Regions from separate parts of the Columba livia genome. Here region 2 is linked to region 1. A link is a contact called in public Hi-C data. All regions are on one chromosome and are shown on one strand. Each heading gives the region's core, a stretch centred on a gene start, on an enhancer-like site or on the middle of the called end of the contact. The rest is flanking DNA. Distances are from core to core; before and after follow the strand shown. Region 1 has its middle 27 kb from the start of NEPRO. Region 2 overlaps CFAP44 (cilia and flagella associated protein 44).

Region 1 (5,127 bases), core at 2,479-4,978:
CTGGATGTCAATCTAGGTCCTGTCCTGTCTGTGCCCCCCACATTCCAATTTTCACCTGCAGCTGGACAGCTGAAGAAGTCCTAGGTTTCCTTGACAGCAGCCAAAATATCAGTGAGTTCTTACTTTCTCTTCATACTAACTCAAAACGGATAGCTACTGAAAGTAAAACACAAACTCTATCCCAGGGAAGACACGGCGTTTTCTCAGTATTCTCATATTAAATCCAAAACAAAAGACCATGCTAGCAACAAAGGAGAAAACATTCTAACTGCATGGAGAATTACCTTGATTTCAGCTAAACCAGTACAACTTGGTAACGATTAGCCTTAAGAAGACCAAGGATAAGCACAACAAGCTTTTAAGTTCATGAAAGATTGAAGCAAGGGAAGAAACGCACTGGCCAGCTCTACTTGCTCAAAATTGAGAGGTTAAGAAATAATAACAGGCTTAAACTGCAGTAAGAAAGATTCAAACTTGATGTTACAAAAAATATCAGGGCAAATAGATGGAAGCAATTCACAAAGTGCCTCGGCATGAAGCTTCTCAAAGTGGAGAGCTTCAAGAACAGGTTGGATAGCTGTCAGGAACGACAGAGGTATCCTGTCCCAGGGATCTGGTGGGGGAACAGAGATTTGGGGGTAGTCAGCACCTCTTCTAGTGTAGGCTGACTGAGGAAGAGGGCCAGGAAGGGTGTAAGTGGAGAACCTTGATAGGAGGATTCAGTGGGACAGCCAGTGAGGAGTGCTAGGATGTTTCTCCTTCCGCCTTCCTCAGTTCGCTCCTCAAAACTCCCTTTCTCCTCTGCACAGGACCTGTTCCCACTTACTCCCCTTGTAGTCCCTTATCTGCAGTAGGTGTCACTGATCTTTTGGCAATTCCCCAGCTGCTGCTGCACACCTGAAGGGCAGGAGGGGCCAGTCCATCCTAACCTTGCCCTGGGGAGATGAAGCGAAGGATGCAGGGCCAGATGTGAGAGCAGTGAAAATCCTGGAGACAGGGCTTGCTGCTCCCCGTGCCATGGGTCGAATGGGGTGGGGAAACAGCTATTGCTGCTGCTAAAGGAATCTCCCTGCAGCCAGCTCTGCTGGTTGTGACAGGAATGAAGAGATATGTCTCCAGGAGGTAAGAAACCAGTGGTTTGCCTCCAGGCTTCCCCAGCAGCAACCAGCACCTGTCTCCTCTGGCCTCAGCAAAAAGATCATAAGTCTGGCACCCAAGGCAGCTGCCCATGTTGCCTGTGCCTTAGGACATGTCCCAGTGCAAGGGGTTTTTCTCGTAAGAGGCAGTACAGTAAATATCAAAGCCAATCTGCATCCCTTGCCTGATCTTAACAAGGTTCTTACCCTGTACTACAGGGCAGCAATGTAAACAGAAGATGACTGGTAACCACAGGAGAGATAGGTAGGATGATAAATTGAAGACTAGAGAACTGAAAGTTACCGTTGTGTTACTTCTGTTCCATGAAAACCTGCATTTGTAAATGGAATTGCACTATGGAGAAGCACAGGTTTAGGAGTAAAAGATATTATAAGCTCACATATTACCCCTGCATGGCAGAGTAGGGCTTGTTAGGTGTTTATATGCATAAATAAGTTGCAGGCACATCGCTTCCATCAGTCATGACCACTTTTTCCCCCGTGTTCCCATCCTAAATTCAAATTGTGCCCTACACTCTGCCCTGACCTCTGAAAGGTGCTGTTATTTGGGATGAGAACAAAATCATTCCCCACTGACAGGATGGCATAGACTCAGCATTTCAGCTGGTAAGTGGCAACTGAATCACTTGGAACTGCACGTATATGCTATACACCAGGATCTACAGCACACTCTTGAAAAAATCCAAGTCCAAGACTGAATGTAAAGCTAGGCCCTTAAATATTTAATATTAACTCTAACAATCAACAGAAAACTTACCATAAGATTTTCAGCTTGTGTAAACTGGCTGATTTAGATTGAAACTAACAGTGCCAGCACATCAAGTAAGCAACCTGGCCCTATGAGCCCACAGAATCTAATCTAATCTATTTACTTTCAAAAAAAGATTGATACTAAGTGTTTTCCTGGCATTTTGGGTGTTCACAGGTGATTTGTTCAACGGTAGTCTCACGTGCATTGCTAATTATTAGTAATAAGAATTTTGCATTGCATTAGCAACTCAGGAGAAATGCACTTGCTAGTATATTAGACTTCTCTTTCCTTGTATATTTTTACTGGAAAAAACCATCTCTGGGTATTTATTTTCATTCAGTTGAACACTGGAGATATACACAGAAGGACCATGACACCCTATGTGCAGCAGACTGTGTCTCTATGGGTCAAATCCTCTTCTAGTGTCAATCCAGCATTCAAAATCAATGGAGGTGCAATGATTTCACAGAACATAGGAACCGGGTCAAACAATCCTTGTCCCACATTTCCACCTTGCAGCCCACGTCCAGATGCATGGCATAGCGCTGTCCCCTGTGCTTTGCCTTTGGCATCAGCAATGTATGCTTTGTTACTGTGCAATTTGTTAGCCTCGACTCCTTTCGGGCCCCTGTCTCCTCATGTGTTGGGGTAAATAAGTGCAGGGTAAAAAAACCCTTGTGCAGCCAGGGGAAATGACAAATGCTTTCTCAGTGGCAGGAGTGGCCCCATTGTCAGAAATCAGAAGAATCACTTCCTGATTACAGTAGCCTTCAGATACATTGATCCAACTTCAATCCCCAAATAAAGATTCTGGAAGTGATATGTTGGCTATTCTGTTTTGTTGCCTGACCAACCACTCGAGAGCAAGAATGCAGCTCCCAGAGGTGCGACACAAGGACTTGAAGAGGTTGGCTGTATTTTCTTCCACTTAAGACTAGGAGAGGTGAATAGCTGGTGAAAGTGGGGAGGAGAGTGATGGCTTTGGAAACTGCAAGGCCCTCTGCCTATGTGGAACAGCTTTGGTACAGCCAAAGTTTCAAGCCTGACCTTGCCCTCCCTGACCTGTCAGTAACCTCAGCCCTGACCTTGGAAGGACCACCCTTCCCTTGGGGGAAGAACACTTTAGTGAATGGGGAAAAATTTGAGTGGAGATCAGGTCAAGGTTATTTTAGTCCCCAGGAGAAGACGGACTGGGAGGCATGTAAAAGCTTGATGCCCTTCTGATGCTTTGGTATTCACAGTGCAGCAACTTCATGGTGCTCACACAGCAGTAGCCCCAAGCATGGTCTCTTACTGACCAACTCATTACATTTCTTCATTGATGCCTCTTGCCTCCTCTGCTGAGTACCCATCTTCATTGCCTTTTAGATACCGTGACAACAGTCAGACCGTATTCCTGACGGAATCTATTGAGTCTCTCCCTCTTCAAAAGCCACCAATATCCAAAACAGGCTCTTTCTAGACCTGAAATACTTCAGCATCATGAGCCCCAAACCCAACTTGTAGTTCTCCGCTTCCCCCTGTGAGGAAATCAACCCTTTCCCTAGGAGCTGCCTCCCTCTGCATTCCCTTTCTCATAACCAGCCATCCTTCACTGTCCTGTTTCTGTAAAACACTCAGCAGACACAGCAGCTGGGGGGCAGGGATGGAGGGGCTGGTGGAAGCCACTCAGATTTCACATTTATTTAATAGCTGTGGCTGTGCTTGTTTGATTTATCTTCACACATACGTTTGACAGATATGGTCTCATAAAAACTCCACAGAGTAAAAACACCAAAAGGGCCTGCAGCCATGCTGTGTTAGCACACAGCCTGGCTCCAGCTCCACAGCTAAGCAGAGATCAAGCTTGCTGCAGCTGGCAACACTGCTTGGATGGGAAATCTTTGAGTTTGTAATGCCCAAAACGCAGGGTGCTCAAGGGTGGCTGGACCCGAGTTCCCCAGGTGGCGGTGTCTGGGCAAAAAAGAAAAGAGGTCCTGATTTCCTCTTATCTTGAAATATTCCACTGCATTTTATATAAATTGCTTCATTCAAATAATCTTACATTTGGGTACCTAATCTCATCGTACCCCCAAATGCTGTGAGATGCAACTGTGTCAAAAAAAATTTGAGAAAGTTTATGATTTTTATAGCACTCCCCAAAAAACCCCTCTCTGAAGTCACAGCAATTAAAGAGTAAGCTTGCTTCACCCTTACCTTACAAACTTGCTGTATTTGTAGTATTCATAACATTCCCTTAGTATTCATAACATTCCCTTAAAAAACCTTATTTAATTAATTGGATTCATACTGTCATGGTTCCGATAAACACATTTTCACTGGAGTGGAACTGTGCCTTTGTACAATTTCTGCACAAAGTGGCTATTATATAGTTTGGGATATAGGCTCCACAAACCACAAACAGCTGTAACACATGCATATTTCGTAGTGGCTTTTTTAAACAGGCGCACACCTGAAACTCTCATTCCCAGCATCAAGAGAGGCAAAGTGAAAAAGCTGTAAATGAAGTCACAAGAGTGTTAATGTTGCTCAAAGGTAGGACCCCAACTGCATTCAGGTGCTGTTTTATTATGCATGTAAATAACAATCCCCCCATCTCAGAGCTGGCAGCCAAGCCTGGAAGAAGCAGCTCAGGGCAAAAGTGAAAGATCCTGTGTTACAACTTGCTGCTGCGGTGGCTGGTTCATTTCTTTGTACATTATTCCCTTGTATAAAATAATGTTCTCGGTACTCACCAGTCACACAGAGATAGGACAGACCTTGCTCTGTTAACAAAAGAGAATGTGAGGGCCTGTGCATGTGGCCTACGATTATCTTGGTTGGTTAAAACCACTGAAGATCAATGTGAGGAATCACAATTGCTTCTCTGTGGGCAGATAAGATACTTCTGGTTCCCCTTCTCATTAGGGATGATTTTTCCCAGCTATAGAAATACCTTTTTTAGGTAAAGAACTAAGAAGGATGCAATATAAGTTTGGAACCCTCAGGTTTTCCTGACTTTGGGTAACTTGCTTTTATTTATGGATATATCCTCTATCACTGACCTCCTAGCTGTGACACTGGGTCAGTGATCCTCTTGGTGCCTTTACCCACCCAGTTTTCAGAGCCACGCTGAGCAGTGTCACCACTCACGGTCCATAGATGCAGCTCAGCACCTGGCAGGGAGCTATCTTCTGAAGGTGTGGACTTATAGGCAGTTGTTCACTTTCTTACTAGGGG
Region 2 (5,015 bases), core at 735-3,234, 130 kb before region 1:
GTTGATAACAAAGACAGAAGAGTCTAAGGTCAGACTATACGATCCTGCAGCTCCTAGATCATTCAAAAGCACCTTTGGTCCGGGTGCTATAGAAGGGTAGACAGCTTTATATGTAGGTAGTCTTCACAGCTTTAGGTAGCCTTCGAGCTTTGCTGAGTGATAGTGACTCCCTGGCCCAAAATGTGATAGCTGTGCGTGTGCTTACCATTACCTTGCTCCTTAGTGCTCTAAGGCTCACACATTTGTTTTCCAGAGAGAGGACCAGCACCCACAACAAGTAAAGTGAGCCTTGTTTTTGGCTGTTTCTCACAGGTGGAGTATTTGGTTAATGGGGAGATGCCCAGTGACTTCTCTGAGGCTTTGGTATTTACCAACCAGTCCTTAGAGTATCTGCAGAAGAGAATTGTGGAACTGCGTAAGGAAAAGATAATGCAAAGAGAGACCTATAAGAAGGCCCAGGAGCAACATAAGCAGCTTATCCAGGACAAAAAGGAGATGAAGATAAAAATTAGACGTGAGTAACAAAGACTCTGAACAACACAGTATACTAGTGCTTATTCTGTCCCCCTTGCTGTCTTCACACTCGCCCAGCTGTCACAGCTGGGCACTGCAGAAAATAAAACAGAAATAGCAGATCGAGTGGACTGTTTGGATGAAGTACTGGTAGTTTGCCAGCACTGCAAAGTCATTAGGCTGTGTGAAATAATTTGGGAACTTAGTATAAGGAGAGCTGATGGACATGAGACACTGGAAGTCAGGACACACGATTGCTATTTCTGGCTGTACACCAGAACTGCTAGGGAAAAAGTGCTTTCCCCAAAACTACATAAGCTTTTTTTTGGCAATTTCCTCCTCTGTGTAACACAAGAATGAAACAGGCCCTATTTGAAACACTTTCACAAGGACCAAACCCAGAGATGTGTCTAGCACCACCAAACCTCTGGAGATCCTATATAGCCCAGTGTGGGAGTAGCATACTAGGACTGGCTTAGAGTGTGGCTTAGTGACCACACAGACATGGGCATGGGCAAGGACAAAAGGCAATATGCAGTTGTAAGCTCCGTGTGGTTTTGTGTGAATTATTTATTACAGAGCAAATACCAAAGAGCTCAGACAAAAAACTGGGGGTAAGGCGGAAATTCTTATTAACCAGTGAAAGACAGTGCTGCTCTTTGTGCCATGCCTCTTCTGCTAGAACTAGAAGAAAAGTGCAATCATCTGATGATGAAGAAGTTTGGCCGGATGGTTGATTTTGAAGCAGTTCAAGCACACACTGTTAACATACGTGTGGAAGAGTTGGAAGTAGAAATAATGGAGAAAGAATACATGCAGTCCCAGGAGCTGAAAGAGTGGGAGGTAAGGAGCAGGAAAAGAAAGAAGTCATATGTGTTGCGATGATCTGTTATGGCTTTGTTTCCCTGGGACTGAAGAGTTACACTAAAATATTTTGTGAATTTTTTTTTTTAATACGTCATTAATAGACTATAATGTCCAACCCCCTTTTCCTACCATCATTCCTACCCCTGCTCCAGTTGCTGATGCACATCCTATTCTCTTACGGAGCTAGCTACTGATTTTTCCTCAAATACATCTTTTTGCTTTGGTCCCCGTGTTAAGTTCTTCCAGACTACCTTCCTTTGGTTTTCAGCTGACATTTGGCACTTACTTCCTCCTCCCACTGCCTTTGGTGACAAACTATTTGCTTACAGGCAGCCCTCACTCATGCCTGGGATGTTGGTCTGTGCAGTCTGAAGTTCATGTGTCTCTCTGGGTTGGGGCCTAAGGCTCAACTACTGTGGTGCAAACAGGCAACACGCTTATGCTGCTCTTATAGAGGGCACATATGGAAGTACTATGTACCTAATGGCTTTCTCTTTCCCACACTTTCGCCTAACTGCTTTACCTACTTAGGCATTTGCATTATTTAAAACAGATGATGATAGAATGCACTAAAGTTACTGTGGGAATCAGGTGGTGTATGCAGGATCAGCCTGTTGTTTACCCCTCTTCTGTGACACTTCTGTTGTGATTTGCACTTCTTCCCCGCTTCACACTTTTTGTCCTCTCTCACCCCAGCTCAACCTTTTATGTATTTCTAGGAAAGAATCTTACACCTGCAGCAGCAGCTAATGAAACTCACACAGGAAAACACCAGCAAGCTGCAGCAGCTGGAAAAGTTTTACTTTGAAACACAGCAACTTGAAACTGAGCTGACTTCACTAAAGAATGATCTGGTAAGCCTTTTAGTGACCATAATACCTGCAGGTTTGGGACTGGTCAGAAAGGGGCAGGGGATCATCTGGCCCTCACCAGCTCTTGGGTGTTGCATCCTGCTCTGCAGGTCGGCAGTTCGGGCTAATATTGCAGAGTGGCACAGGCCGAATGGCTGCTCCAGATCTTGTAGACAGGGAGATGAATGAGCTGATCCTGAAGCAGGCCATAACTGAGTTTTTCCATAATTCTTGCTTAGCTACTTTCTAATATCGAAACAAACCCATTTCTAATTAAAATAACATCTTGCAGCAAGTAAAAATTACTCCTTTATTACATGGAAACAGCCAAATAAATGTTTTCTTTGCTCTGTGTTATGGAATAAGGCAGCCACCTGTGACAGCCTGAGTTAGTGGTCCCTCACTCTGACTTCCAAGTAGTTCTGACTGAGGAATGGAGAAGTCACGAAGCTGTCCTGCCTTTTGGAAAGCTTCACTTTCCTGCTTGAAATGAAATAAATTCCCATTGTTCATTCTCCAACGTTTTACAGGAGAGATTTTTTTATTCTGCTTACAGGGAGCAGAATTTCATGGCCCCCAAACTACTGACATCAAAAGGAAGGCCAAGCTGCAGTCACGGGTCGAGCACATGGCTCATGACACAGCCCTCCTAAGAGAAGAAATCCATCTCCTAAACAGAACAGGTGAGTGCTTTAGAGGACAACTCCCTCCCCTTAGCGGAAAAGATGAGTGCCTCTTTCTACAGTCACCTTCAGCATCGCAGGACTCAGAGACAACAATGGCATCATTCCCTGCTCTTACACCAGAAACAGTAATCAGCAGTCCAAGTCTCCCTTAAAAACGGACATGGCTAACTGTGGTGGTAGTCATAACTGGAAGTGTGAAACGAATCGCTTTGGCTATACAGGGGTTTAGTTGTAAAGGGTTGTAATTGTTTCCCCTAACAAAATATGACTGTAGTGACACATACAGAATAAAAAAGTGCAAATACAACCAGTGAATGCTGTTATCTGTCCATTGCAGAGATTTGCACTGGGCAGAAGCCCTGTGTGTGTGCAGATGTGTATGTCTGTTCTTCAGACGAGTGGCTGTTGAAAGCTGGATATGAGTTTCACACAGGCGAACGTAGCTTTCGTACCTGTGTTCTCAGAAATGGGAAGAGAGGTGTGTCTTCAAGGGTGCGCTTTGTTATTTACTGAACATCCTGGCAGCAACAGCACTTCTCTAGTTAGAGTCAAGGGAAAAGTGCTGTTTGTTTGGAGAAAGCAAAGGCACATTTCTGCTCAGGGCCTACAGTGCTCAGGTGGGTATGGAGCCAAACAAATACTTTCGCACTTTGCCTCTGCTCTGTAGCAGTAGAAAGTGTAGCAAGTGCAAAGTCAGCCTGTAATTCCACTGGCTTGCACCTGCCTGATCAGAATGAGAGCAAGCCAGGTTCTGTACGTTTTCAGGTCTTATTATTTTTTGCCCCTGGCATTTGGTACGGCAGCCGTGTGTGCCCGTTTACAGCACTTACCCTGCCTTACTGTGGAAACTTCCTTCATACCTGAAGCAGAGGGGGCGTGTTGTGTTGCTCTCCCAGTGCAAAGCTTCTGGGGGTCCATGGGGAGGCTGTGGGTTTGTTGCTAAGATTTAATTAAATTGTCTGAACAACCTGCAGCTGCCCTTCCTCCCCACTCCCTGCCTTTTGCCAGTGCTCAGCCAGGACCCAGCCAGAGCCCAGCCAGCCACAAGAACTGCTCCTGCTGGCCCAAACACAATTGAATGCAGCTTTTTTTTTTGGTGGGTTCCTATGAAGGTGCTGAGCATCCTCTTTTTCCTTAAGGAGAAAACCCCACCCTTACCTACAGGCATGGATGCTGAAAGCTTTTGAAGCTGGAAAACTACAGGATGGGGGTGGAAAATAAAGAAACAACATTTGCAGAGGTTTGGGTGTCTATCATCTGCTTCTCCCCCCATCACCAAACTCATGCAGCTGTCCTTGGAGATACATGAAAATTTCTTCTCGCTGTGCTCCCCACTGGAAGTTTTATGTCGCTGAACTGACACAGGCAGCAGGTGTCCCTCTTCTCCTGAGCTCAGCCTTAAGAAGAATTATGTCAGTGGCTATCTGAAAAACTGAAACCGCAGGAAAAGGTCACCTTTCCCCAGGTGTCCTGCTTGCTGTATGTCTGTAAGTGAAAAAAGAGTAGATACCTCTGTGGGAGGATTTAGCATATACAGGCAGCCACAGAAATGACTAAAGCCTTTATTTTAGATGTTAAAGCGTGGGTTTGTCTTTACAGATAAGCGGCTGCAGATGGTGTGTATGTGAAGGGTTGATGAGGCAGAGTGCATAACTCCAGTCCATTCACAGGAGTGTGTTCCTGGGACAAACCTTCCTGTGGGGGAGAAGAAAAGATCTTTTTGACAGCGGTGTCTTTCACGAAGGCCCCACTGCAAGAGGGTGGTGGCAGCTCTGTTTGGACCCGTGTCCTGTGACCTCTCTTGTGCTGCTGTTTCAATCCTGTGATCTGATGAACAGTCCAGTGCCACGGATAGCTGCTGCCGTGTTTCTTGGGCCCTCCTGTGACCTTGTTGAGGATGCCTTCTGTCTCCATAGCATTATAAAAGGCACATATACATCTATATACAAGTGCATAAATATATAAATAGGGGTGTTATACAAAAATAAATACCCATTTTCTGTTTCTCTTTAAAATAAGTCTTTTGCAAAAGGCAGCTTGGTCACTAGCTGGTGGGAGAATGAGTCTCTAAGGGCCTCAGTGGTGGCGGGCTGCTGTT

The links. A called contact is a pair of places that touch in the nucleus more often than the background predicts.
Region 2: a Hi-C map of liver shows a contact between it and region 1, with 2.3 times the contacts expected there. The contact joins two enhancer-like sites. A contact is called at or near these places in 2 of 2 Hi-C or Micro-C datasets (crop and liver).

What each region holds. Positions count from the first base shown.
Region 1 is chr1:74,159,887-74,165,013 of bColLiv1.pat.W.v2, reverse strand. No RefSeq gene overlaps it. Among named protein-coding and RNA genes, the nearest start is that of NEPRO, 27 kb to the right of the region's middle. Within about 2 kb of position 3,728, at least 2 of the 3 cell types and tissues checked have an H3K27ac peak away from gene starts, as active enhancers do.
Region 2 is chr1:74,285,255-74,290,269 of bColLiv1.pat.W.v2, reverse strand. It overlaps CFAP44 (cilia and flagella associated protein 44), which reads left to right. Exons shown (of 34, transcript XM_021299753.2): 31 at 313-514; 32 at 1,196-1,356; 33 at 2,100-2,234; 34 at 2,788-3,224. The coding sequence ends at 3,069. It overlaps BOC (BOC cell adhesion associated, oncogene regulated), which reads right to left. Exons shown (of 19, transcript XM_065062822.1): 19 at 4,464-5,015. The coding sequence ends at 4,962. Among named protein-coding and RNA genes, the nearest start is that of CFAP44, 44 kb to the left of the region's middle. Within about 2 kb of position 1,984, at least 2 of the 3 cell types and tissues checked have an H3K27ac peak away from gene starts, as active enhancers do.